Regions from separate parts of the Sus scrofa genome. Here region 1 is linked to region 2. A link is a contact called in public HiChIP or PLAC-seq data. All regions are on one chromosome and are shown on one strand. The core of a region is the stretch at or near the end of the contact, and the rest is flanking DNA. Distances in the headings are between cores, read along the strand shown.

The links. HiChIP or PLAC-seq counts read pairs in DNA pulled down with a chosen protein or histone mark.
Region 1: an H3K27ac HiChIP or PLAC-seq map of skeletal muscle shows a contact between it and region 2, with 5 times the contacts expected there. The contact joins two enhancer-like sites. A contact is called at or near these places in 2 of 47 Hi-C or Micro-C datasets (embryonic fibroblasts and epiblast stem cells) and 1 of 2 datasets of contacts at active chromatin or transcription factors (skeletal muscle).

Annotation. Positions count from the first base shown.
Region 1 is chr9:49,491,706-49,498,076 of Sscrofa11.1, reverse strand. The region is part of intron 1 of LOC102164776; the gene reads left to right. Among named protein-coding and RNA genes, the nearest start is that of UBASH3B, 140 kb to the left of the region's middle. Within about 2 kb of position 3,361, at least 8 of the 83 cell types and tissues checked have an H3K27ac peak or open chromatin away from gene starts, as enhancers often do. A contact at or near this core is called in skeletal muscle, where this site is marked.
Region 2 is chr9:48,809,849-48,815,998 of Sscrofa11.1, reverse strand. All of the region lies in intron 1 of LOC106508308 (a long non-coding RNA gene), which reads right to left. Among named protein-coding and RNA genes, the nearest start is that of MIR9804, 180 kb to the left of the region's middle. Within about 2 kb of position 3,333, at least 27 of the 83 cell types and tissues checked have an H3K27ac peak or open chromatin away from gene starts, as enhancers often do. A contact at or near this core is called in skeletal muscle, where this site is marked.

The DNA.
Region 1 (6,371 bases), core at 2,112-4,611, 680 kb before region 2:
TGTGTGTAAAACCTCTGTTCCCAGCAGACTGAAAGCTTCGTTGTTGCTCTAGGGTGGCGAGATGAGTTGCTTTCCTACCTACATACTTTTCTTTATACTAGTCCCTCTGCTCAGACCTCCCCCTTCTTATTTGATGCAACAGAAGTTCTTCCCCTTTTTTTTTTTTTTCTTTTTGTCTTCTTGGCATTTTCTTGGGCCGCTCTCATGGCATATGGAGGTTCCCAGGATAGGGGTCGAATCGGAGCTGTAGCCGCCAGCCTACGCCAGAGCCACAGCAACGCGGGATCCGAGCCGAGTCTGCAACCTACACCACAGCTCACGGCAACGCCGGATCGTTAACCCACTGAGCAAGGCCAGGGACTGAACCCGCAACCTCATGGTTCCTAGACGGATTCGTTAACCACTGCGCCACGACGGGAACTCCTCTTCCCATTTTTATAGTCTGCTTAAAGCCATTCCTCCGTCCTGCCAAGTTCACCATAGCCCCCGCCCACCCCATGAGTACTCTCAACTGCTGCATAGATATTGTAGTCAGTGTACCATCAACATTTAGTGGGATGTGCTTTGGATAATGTGGTACTCAGCAGGCATTGCCTACTAGTGCTAGGATGTGTTTTATTTTCCCACCACCTAGATTAAAATCTCCTTGAAAGCAGGCATGGGGTCTTACCCATATTTGAATCCTTATTGCTGACTCTTTTATCAGCAATAATATTCTTATATTGTTCAAGCTATCATTAAGGTATTGACTATATAATTAAATAGCTTTCCACATTTTTGTTGTTATAGGCAAGCTGTGAGTTTCTTGATTTAAAAAAAAAAAAAAAAAAAAAGTCCCCTCTGCCCATGGTGGCTAGCCCCTGTTGCCTGGCCTTGGCACTTGATAGACACTCAAGAAATATTTGAGAGAATGAAGGCAGTCCTATTTGACTTGGCTAGAAAGCTGACTCTGTAAGAAGTTGATGAATTGAACTGCTTTATGATCAATCTAAAACATAGAAGGTGATTGCCTCTGAAAATGGGATGCGTCTTTTTTTGTTTCTTGGCATTTTTCCTATTAGGAGTGGAACTTGAGTAGATTAAACAGGACTTGATCTTGAATCCACAAATGACACCAAGCCTGAAATGATGCTGAGGTTGGAAGTGATTTAGTTCACTTGAATTTTAGCTGGGGGATAATGTTTTCCTTCTGGGAAGAGAAATGCTAATGAAAAAATCACCTCCTGACTACAACTCAGAAGTAACAGGAATCTGGCCAGAAATATGATCTTATGAAAACTCTCCAAGCAAAGCATCTTACACTCATGTCTATGCCTTTGGATTGACATTCTGGTGTTTGCATTTCTCTGGTTTCCAGAGATCAGGGTGGAGAGAGGCGCCAGGGTAACAAGCCAAATAGGGCTATTATGGGATGTCATGCTCACTGGGTGTGAGTGCTGTCTTGTAGGACATTTATAGCATTTATTACTCAGCCCAACTTTAATAACACATGGACAAGCCTGGGCAGTGTGTAAAGGATCTGAGAGTTTTTGTTATGAATATCTGTATTATAGAATTAGTGAGTCTCAGCATTGGACTGGATTGGAAAGATGATCTCATCAAAGGGGCCCCTGCTCTCTATGGGAGAAGAACTGCTGTCAATATCCCTGACATTGTAAATTGTCATGGGTATTGGGGGACCTTTGTAAGGATAAGTCGGCAGATGGTAATGGCAACATTTAAGTTTGTATTTGCCAATTTTGCCCATATCCTAACTCTACTTTTTCCCAGAGCTACGGAGAGGTGGGGCAGACAGGAGTGACCAACCAGCCTAAACTTTTTGTTACAAACCAGAGAGGAGAATGTGAATGGAGTTCAATGACGTATGTTGACAAAGATGCCACTATATTCTGGATCAGTGATAATTAAACTTTATGTCCATCAAGTCACCTGGAGATCACGGAAAAGTTCATATTCTGATTCAGAAGTTCTGGGGGGGAGTCTGAGATCCTGCACTATTTGGAAGCTTCCAGGAGATGCCAGTTTTTCTGATAAATGATGATATTTAAAATAGCAAGACTCTAGGATCAACCATGCTCATCCATCTGTTGGAAATTGAGCAGCTCTGAGAAGAAACAGACTTGTAGCTCATAATGATGGAAAAGAATTAGATAATTCAGTTAACTCGTTGCTGATTTTTTTTTAATTAAATTTTTTTGAAGCAAAATAAGTAGAACTTTGGTGTATAAAACAGCTTGAACCTTTGATGATCTGGCTAACTCTGGAACAGAGCCAACTTTCCCTCCCTTGACTCCCCTCAGACTGGTTGGTCATTTCTTAGAACCCCAGGACTCTTGAGTAACAATGTTTAAAAAATACTAACCTTATTTAATGCATTAGGAAATAAGCTAGAACCTGAATCTTGATGCTACTCTCATGTTCTTACCAGTATGCTAAGGCATCGTAACTTATTCGAAACTTTGGTTTGGCAGCTGATTATCACTGCCATGGGCATGGCAGTGTCTGGGCTTGGGTCACTCTCTGACAAAGCTGGTGTTTGCCATATCCTTTGAACCCACAGCTAACAATGTGGACTGGGGGAAGTCACTTAACTTTTCTGGGCTCTAGGTTTCTGATCTATGAAGTGAAGACAGTTATAAAATATTTTGAATATTTTGTTTGTCTGACAAACAACAGTCATTAGAATATGCAGGGCTTAGAAGTTGGACATAAATCTGATCCTTTAAAAAAGGGATTAGAAAGAGAAATTTTTGCATAATGTACAGAGATGGGAGTGCTAAAACACACTGAGAAACAAGGGCAAATATACTTTGGAAAGTAAGGAATGTGGTCACAGATAATTTTACTTTCAAACTAGGCATGTGAGGGATTTTGTTGGCCTTCTGAGAAAATGGAGAAGGCATCATGGAACGAAACAGAATTCTCAGGATTTTGCAGTTCCCAACTCTTTTGGCAACAGGTTAAAAGCATTTGTCAGAGTGGAAGTCAAACTATCACCTGGCTCACTTCGGGGCAAAGGCCAGTATAGAAAATAATTGTACTTTGTATAAAAAGTATCAGCTTCTCATCCTGTTCTTGTTCATCTTACTGGAGAGGAAGACATTTGGGACAGAGTGCGTTGATCTTGGGGCTGGACTGTGAGTAGACGACGACTCTATAGCTAGTATATGCACTTAAGCAACTGCAGCAGGATTAATTTATCTTTTCTTATTTGCAAAGCCTTGATGGAGAATATCCGCTGGTTTTGTCGGAGAAAAGAGACTTCCTGAGACATGATGTAATTTTTCTAAAGGGGAAACACATGTTGAGTCCTGCAGTACAAAACAATACTGAGGTGCTGATAGCGGAGCTGTCAGTCATGTGACAGGATACAGGGGAGTTAGGCAGTGCTACCCAGGAGCCTTTGGAGCACGGGCTGTGGGGGTGGGGAAGGGAAGAAAAGGTCTCTGAAGCTTTTTAAATAGAGAGACTCCATTAAGTTTATAGGAGTCTGGAAGGAATGCTTTTCTGTTTTTAGTTAGAATGACCTTACTCCTTGGACTAAAATATAATCACACATGTGCTGCTTTTTTTTTTTTTTTCTTTTTTCCCCAGAGACCGTAGGCACTTAAAGTGTTTGTGGGAAATTTGAGTAAATCTACATCTTAAAATCCAGGAAAATAAATGATGGTTAAGAATGATACTGTGATATAACAAATTTCTCATAATACGTGGCTAATGTAGCTATCATAAAATAGTGGGCTAAACATTGGTACCAGCACTTGGAAACTAGGTTTTACTTTCCCTGAAGAGTTAAAAATTAAATACATAGCCATAGATGTCAGCGAATGGGAAGTCAGAGTTTCACTAGGAAGCAGCAGACTAAGGGGATGTCTATTTATGTCTTTCTAGACAGTATCGACTAGCTGCATAGCCCTCTATTAAGTGCTATGGTAATTACAAAGGTGAGAATAACTCACTTTCTTTAAATAGTTATATTTTTTTCATCTCATCAACTAGAAGAATAGGACTTTGCTGTTCAGCAGTGCCATCCTCTCAGACCAGCGACATGGACAACACTTGGGAGCTTGTAAAACTAAGGAACTCAGATTCTGCTCCAGGTGATTCATACACACAGTAAAGTTTGACCAACACTGGTGTAAGTGACTTATTAAGGGAACACAGAAAATAAAGAAATGACTTCTGGAAGGATGCTAAAGGAAGACTTCAACTAGAAAAATAAGACCTTGCTACTCAGCAGTGCAATCCTCAGTTATTTTTGTAAGATAAATTAAGTTTTTATAGAAAGGTGTGATGGGACTATTACCATATTCCTTGAGAGGCAGACTGGTGAAGAGGTAAAAGAGAGCCTTCTTTTCACTTTGAAGGTATAGTTCTACTGTCTGCGGACTTGTATTTCTGGTAAGAAGTCTACAGAACTATGTCTTTTTTCCTCCTTTAGGTAGGATGCATTTTTCCTCTAAACTTTGTCTTTATCATTGATTTTTGGTATTTTTCATATGATGTGAATCGATGTTTCTTAAAAGTCAAATTTGGAAAAACTCCAGACAGTAATTCTTTAAATACGTCCCATCATCCTCCTCTCGCTTCTGGGGCTCTATACAAAAACTAGTTGCTTGAAGTTGTTTCATAGGTCACCAAAATTGTGTTCATTTAATTTCCAATTTTTCTCAAACTTTAGTCAAGAGTTTTAATCGCTATATTGTCAGTTTTACTGATTTTGTCTAATATGCTGTAATCCAGTAAAATTTTCACTTTCAGTACTGCAGTTTGCATTTCTGGAAGGTTTCGTTTGTTTTGTTTTTACCTTTCATTCTTCCCCACATTTTGCTTACATTTCTTGTAAATCAAGGATTGGTAAACTGGACCTAATCCACCTGATAATCTTTTTTTGTTTGACCTGTGAGCTGAGAGGTTTTACATTATGAAGGATTTACACTATAAAGGATTATTTTAAAAACTTAAAAATATACGACAAAGACCATATGTGGTGCACAAAACTGAATATATTTGCTATCTGGCCCTTTACAAAAAAAGTTTGCTCGTCTCTGCTTTAAATGCCTGATTTAAGTCATATAATAGCTGTTTTTTTTTTTTTTTTTCTTTTGTCCTTTTAGGGCTGCACCCACGGCATATTGGAGGTTCTCAGGCTAGGGGTCCAATCGAAACTTGAGCCAATGGTCTACACCACAGCCACAGCAGCGCCAGAGCCATGTCTGTGACCTACATCACAGCTCATGGTAATGCCGGATCCTTAACCCACTGAGCAAGGCCAGAGATCTAATCTGCAACCTCATGGTTCCTAGTTGGATTTGTTTTCCACTGTACCATGACGGGAACTTCTTTAATAGCTGTTTTAAGATCCTTATTTGATAATTCTATTACCTCTGTCATTTCTGGGTCTGTTTCTATTGACTAATGTTTTCCTTCTTTGCTGCTGCTTCAAAAGTCTAGTAGTTATTGGATGTTAGGTATCATGAATGTGGAATATTTGTATTTTCTGTCTTAAAAATTGAGGTTTTGGAGGTCTGTTAAATTACTTAATCAGCTTGATACCTTTTCTGACTAGTTTAGTGTTCCACCAGGGTGTGACTTTTCCAATGTCTTCCTCATGCCCTGCGTATTCAGTGAAGTCTCTTCATTCTGGTTGATAGTTACTAGAATGTCTTCTAGGCATGTGTGGGCTCAGCGAATTGCTCACCTCTTAGCTCCCTGAAAGTGAGTCAGTTTTTGTTCTGCCTTGTAGTTTCATTTGAAACTTGCACAGATTAGTATTTAGCCAAAGACTTGAAGGGGCTGTTACGCAGATTTTTGGATCTTTGTTTGCCTAGTTTCTTCCTGTCCATAGTCTGCCACAAGTCCCATATTTCTTGTTGCATCTTATTTCTGATTCTTGAGCTCAGTAAAACCCTGGGGCTATGCTTGGGTTCCAACTCAGTGTGCAACAGCCTGAGCACCACTGTCTCCAGAAAGATGGCACATCCTTGGGCTCCCCTTGCTGTCTCCCTTCTCTCATGGACTGCAGTCCTGTGCTGCCTGTGATTGCTAATCTCTGAAAAATACTTGTTTCATGTATTTTATTTCCTTGTTTACAATGGGACTCTTTCATGGGCCAAGAGTTGTAGGTATTTGAATCAGACCTGTTTTCTGGTTCTGACAGGGCACTTACTAGCATGTACCTTTGGCTGGTCGTTGACTTCTGAGCCTCAGTTTATCATCTGTAGAATAAAGATAATAGGACTTTTTGTGAGGATTATATTGAGACAGTGCATGTCAAATAGGAGCAACATGCCTAGAAAATAGTAATAGGTAGGATCACATGACAGTGTTATCTCCTTTTTGAGGGCCCCAGAGAGATGAAGTCATTTGTT
Region 2 (6,150 bases), core at 2,084-4,583:
GTGGAGGAGATAAAAAATTGGGTGGGACCCACTATGCTTCCACGTGACCAGTACCTGATAAGTACAGACTCTCTCTCATTCTTGCCAGCTTCTCAACCTGTGTCCTGAACCTTTTTTGCTCTTGCCCCACCTCACAGTCTCCTTCCTGACCCATTGCTGCTCTCCTTGGCCCCTAACCCCTAGACACATTTCCTGTCTCTAGTCTGAAATTCTCCCCGTCCCCACCCCTCCAGCTGACATTTGATACTGCTCCCCCAGCACTGCCAGCTTTGAACCATCAGAATGGCAGGAACCTTGGCTTTCCTGGGTACTTTGTAGGTGGCAAGGCTGGTCAAGGCTCAGGCCAGGTCATAGGGTCAATAAGGAGCTGCTTCTTGGATCATTTTATGACCTCTTTATTCTCATTGCTCAGAACATGTTTTTAAAAGCATTTTCTATTACTCAATAAGTCTCGATGACCAAGTTCAAAAGGAAAGCCTGGGGACAACTCATGCTGGGAAGGATTATTAGCTTGCACCAACTATATTAGTTTTCGTACAGATGATGAGGGAATTCCCATGAGGTCAAATCACCAGGCAATGTTCCCAGGGCTCAAGCCCCTTTTTCTCTAGAAGAACTGAAGGGAGAGCAACAAGCATAGGTGGCCTTCTCATGCCTGGGGCAGACACGTTTCACTGGCAGTAGAGGAGGAGGGCTTCCTCCACCTCCTGCCTAATGTACTTTTACAATTTTCTTTGGCTTCAAGGGTTTTGCCTTGTTTCTCCTGGAGCCCACAAAAGGCGTCTTCTAGATCTCCAGAGACAATCCATTAAGTCAGAGGGAGGCGGAGGGGGAGGTGGTCGTCTTAGGGGGATAAAAATCACAGTATTCTACACAGCAAAACTACATAAATATAGAACCAGGGTTTGGAGAACCCTGCTCCGGTTCCCAGGTCATTTGGTTCTGTAAGTTCAGCTGATGTGTTCGGTTCCATCAGATAAGTGAGGCAGGAGGCAGAAGCCCTGGACAGCAAATGCAGAAGCAGCAACTCCCCACTTCCCTCCTGCAGCCTCAGGCCTGTGAGCAGGAGTTCTCTTCTCTGGGATCCCCTTTCGGCCCAGCCTTGCAGCTGTCTGCAGCTGTGTGCCTTCCAGCTCCTCACAGCTGGCTTTGTAAAGCGAGATGGCTCTCTCTGAGGCCGTTTACCAGAAGAGATTGCTTTGACTGTGCAATGTGTTAAACAGGATTCTAAAAGCAGCTGTTACATGAAATGAAATGCCACGTGACATGGAAAAGGTGTGCTCAGCCCAATGCCCCACTCGTGGTAGATGCTGGTCCCATGAGGGGCAGATTTCTCCTTCATTTCTTTGTCTCTCCTACTTTTTCTTCCCCTTATTTATTTATTTATTTGCTTTTTAGGGCCACACCTTCAGCATATGGAAATTCCCAGGCTAGGGGTTGAATTGGAGCTGTAGCCGTGGGCCTACGCTACAGCCACAGCAACGTGTTATCCGAGCCATGTCTGTGGCCTACACTGTAGTTCATGGCAACACTGGATTCTTAACTCACTGAAAGAGACCAGGGATCAAACCCGTGTCCTTAATGGATACTAGCGGGGTTCTTTACCACTGAGCCACAATGGGAACTCCCCCCATTTTTTAAAGTTTTTTTGACATATAGTTGATTTACAATGTTGTGATAATTTCTGCTCTACAACAAAGTGACTCAGTTATACATACACACACAGCCATTCTCTTTCAGATTCTTTTCCCACATAAACGATTACAGAATAGTGGGTAGAGTTCCCTATGCCAGACAGTAGATCTCTGTTGGCCAATCATTCCATATACTTCAGTGTGCATATGCTAATCTCAAACTCCCAGTCCATCCCTCTACCCACCCCCCTCCCACTGCCACCTGTCCCCTTTGGTAACTGTGAGTTTGTTTTCAAAGTCTGTGAGTCTGTTCCTGTTCTGCAAGGACCTTCATTTGTATCGACTTTTTAGATTTCATGTATAAGCAGTAACATATGATGTGTGTCTTTCACTAACGTCACTTAGTGTGAAAATCTTTAGGTCCATCTCTTCTACTTTCTATTTGTGCTGAGATGCAGAACAGTTCGAAATACTGTAAAAGCCTTTTCCCCCTGATGGGGAGGTGGCGGGGGGGCATCCAGACATTTCATCCCACATGCTCATCTGTGCTTTTGTGGTGCTTCCATGCATGGGGGCCCGAGTTTGAGGCACAGTAGGGCTAATGCACCTGCAGTTCCCTGTGCACGTACATAAAGCAAGCCCCAGAGCACTTCCCTAATATCAGTGCATTTCCCTATTATCCATCAGGTATATGCCACACTTGAAGTTCAAGACCTTGGAGGAAAAGAAAGGGCTTAAGGGACTTTTCCTCCTAAAAACAGGCTGGGAGTTAAGTTTCAAGCTTTTATGAGATAGACTGCATTGGGTTCAAGATAATAACCCAATTAGAAGTAAGTCCCAGCGCAAACACCACAAACAATAGTTCCCGCTGTATTCTATTTTCATTTAAGTCAGAAGCTTTGCTTTCACGGCTGTTCTTATTGATACATACTTCAACTCCTGACTCTTGGTTGCTTTGAGTATGAACTTCACATGCCTAAACTCTCAAGGCATAAACAATGAGGCTTGTTGTTATTGTTTAAAATGTTTAAAATGCTATAAACTTCCAACCTGCCTGTTTTTGAAGGTTAAGTTCACATCTTCATCAGGTTGTTTGTTCAGAGCTCTGTAATTCTAAGGGACAGTGGTGGGGAAATTTGAAACATTCACTTTTATTATATTAGTTCCTTCCACTCCTTTCCCCCATTTATTCATCCTCCTGGGACTTCAGGCTATGGTTTATTTGCACTTTCTTTTCCTCTGACCCTTCCCTCTATCCTTTCTTCCCTCTTTCCTTTCTTCTTCCTTTCCCTCTTTCTTTATTCCCTCCTCCTTTCCCTTCCCTTCCTTCCTGCTCTTTCTTACCCTCCTGTTTCCTGATTACTGGCTTCTGTGTCAAGACACAGCCTCCCTTCTGCCAGATCGCATAAATATCAGGCAGCCTGCTCTCTGTACCTCCGTGCAACACCTTTGTCCAAACTGTGCTTTCCCTCCGATTTAACTCCTTAAAAGTAGCGGAGCTCAGGGTGGCGGAGAGACCCAGGCATGAGGGAAGATTGAGACAAAAGAGCTTGTTTGGCAAAGTCACAGGCACCCCATCCGTAAATCTCACCAAAGCCCTTTTCAAATCTGGAATGATTTTCCTGCCGCTGAGGAAGGTCCAGTTGTTGAGCTGTTCCTTCCTGCTTCCACGATCCTCCCCCAGCCTAACCCCCACTCAGCCTCCCTCCTTCGCTGAGCAGAGACACAGAGAGCAGAGGCACTTAAAAGAAGGACATGAATAACGTAAGAAAGGAGCGGAAAACCTAAGGGAAAACAATAGCACATCCTGCAATTTTGGAGTCAAGTACAGAACGCAGAAGCAAGGGAGTTAATATTTTCCCCGCTTTACAAACCCCTTGTCTTTCTGAGCCCCTGGGTGCTGGCCCACTCCCCAACCCGGCCGTGAATTCTGTTATCCCTCCTTGAGCCCCAGCCTGGCTTGGATTCCACCTACATTCCTTCATGGCCCTGGTGGGGAGGGGGCGTGTCAGGGGCTCAGGGGAGGGGGAGGCAGGGCAGACCCTGGGGATCGTCCCCCCATCACTGCTCTGCACCACAGCTATGTCGGTTTTGAAGTCCGCCCAAAGTCGCAGAGCAGAAATGCCTGAATCTAACACTGCTTCCCTCACCACACTCTCAGCCAAACGTCCTTGGCTTTTCAGGAGACCAAACCTCTTGGCACCATTGAGCCTTGATGTTTTGCATTCTTTTTTCTTATATATTTAACCCTCCACTTGCCCTTCTCTGACTAAAGCTTCATTGGTTACCCAAGTGCCTTCCTTCCTGGCAAGAGATCCTTCCTTCTTTCCTCCCTTCCCTTCTTCCCTCTCTGCCACCAACTTTTCTTTCTTTACATTTTTGACTTTTTCGGGAGGAGGGAAGAGAAAGCAACAGAGGAGCCCTTGGAAAGTCTCCCCAGGACATAGCATCTCAGGAGTGTTTCCAAGGTGGGCTGGTGGGGTGTAGGGGAGGCAGCACAGGTGATGACAGTTCAGCTGCTCTGCCCGGAGAACAGAATTCTCTTTCCCTGCTGCTCTGCAATTCCCTTTGGCTGTACTGATTGAAGTCGCCTCAGAAAGCTACAATCTGATCCTTGTCTCCAGGCTTGTCCCAGGCTCTGGCACTGAACACAGTCTTCAAGTGTTGCCCCTTGAGCAGCAAAATGGGCTTATTGTCGAGTTGTCCCCTTGTGCCCTTACAAATGCCCTTCTGGGGACCTTCTCTTGGCCAGTGTCTACTGTGGCCAAGTCCCTTTGCTTACTGCCAGCTAGAACTGGTGTTAATTTTTTAAAGTTTAGATGCTTTTCATAGCTTTGCCTCCACTTTTTAACCAGCCTGGGTTTCTTTCCACCAGGAAGTCCAGTGGACTTGCCAAAGTGCACACACTTAGTGAGGAGCAGAACAGCTGTAAATACTTATATATGCACCGGTTGTTGGAACCCAGGCTGTGTCTCAATGAAGATAATGAATCAATTATTGAAAGTAAACCAGCAAATGGGATTTTACACAGGTATTTTTCCCAAAAAACTACCTGTTGCGAAATCATAGTATAGGTCCAGTCTTTTGTTTGTTTTTGGCTTTTTTTTGGTTTGTCTGCTTTTGTTTTGTCATCAAAAAGTTGAATTTGCCATTCTTCAATGCTTTCAGAACTGAATGGAGATTGCGATGTTGCAGTCCTTATGTGTGACCATTTTATTGGAAACTGTTAGTGTATTTATGAATTATGTCTCAGATTTCTGTCATTGGCTCCCTTTCTAGATCAAGACCAAAGGAAACCTCGTGCCTGTTTGTCTAGATTAGGGGAAGGTAATTGCTGCAACCCACAGTGACTAAGGAATTTGGTTTTACCCTTAGAAGTAGCGTTTATCACAAGCTGAATAACTTGAGTTCAATCTACTGTCAGAGTCCACCAATTGCCAGGGTTGGGTGCTGAGAACCAGACAAGGCAGGAGAAAGAGGAAAGGCCTCTCTGGAATGCTCAGTTATTGCAATAAAGACTCTTCTAAGAAACAATAGAACCAATAGTGCCCTTTACTGGAACAAGAACTGAAGACACAAAGAGGAGATAAGGTTGTCCTAACACACGAGAAGCTTCAAGACTAAGAAGGTGGCATGAGCAGAGAAATAGGATGCACCTCCTTGAAAAGACATAGGACACAAAGAAAACATGACTTTAAATAAATTTCAGGAGTTCCCTTCGTGGCACAGTGGAAATGAATCTGACTAGGAATCACAAGGTTGCGGGTTTGATCCCTGGCTTTGCTCAGTGGGTTAAGAATCTGGCATTGCCTTGAGCTGTGGTGTAGGTTGCAGACATGGCTCAGCTCTGATGTCACTGTGGCTGTGGTGTAGGCCAGCAGCTGTAGCTTGGATTTGACCCCAAGCCTGGAAACCTCCATATGTCACGGCTGCAGCCCTTAAAAACAAAACAAACAAGCAAACAAAAAACTCAAATTATACACATAAATTCTTTCTCCTCTGTCTACCCAGAGATCAAATCAGACCATGAGCTAGAGTATGGAGCCAGAGGTGTAGATGGACCAAACAGCTAATTTCATCACCTTGGCATAACAACTTCTGGACTCTTCAGTTTGAACCACCCATACTAATTTACAACAGAGAAGAAAATAAAATATTGCCCTCAAGAGGTACAACTCTAATTTCACTGCTATCCCTCCAGATCATTCTAAAAAAGGTCCCACATGTAACAACGCTTTATTCTCTGACCTCCCCTATCCAGACTCCATCCTTCCTTTCAAACGCTATTTATTCTGGACCTCTGTGCTCTGTAAAGGTGACATTTGGGATGCAAAGTGATCTAGATGAGTTGGTTCCCTTTCAATTCCAATTAGTATGGTCAGGCCTGCCCCTGCCCCCACTGCTGGGCTGCTTAGCAATGGGTGAACAGGGGTTCGCCCAATCAAGGCACAGAGGGAGACACCTTAAGTACGTCTCAGTAGATTCTCAAGGGAAAGATGCAATGACCTTGGAGAGA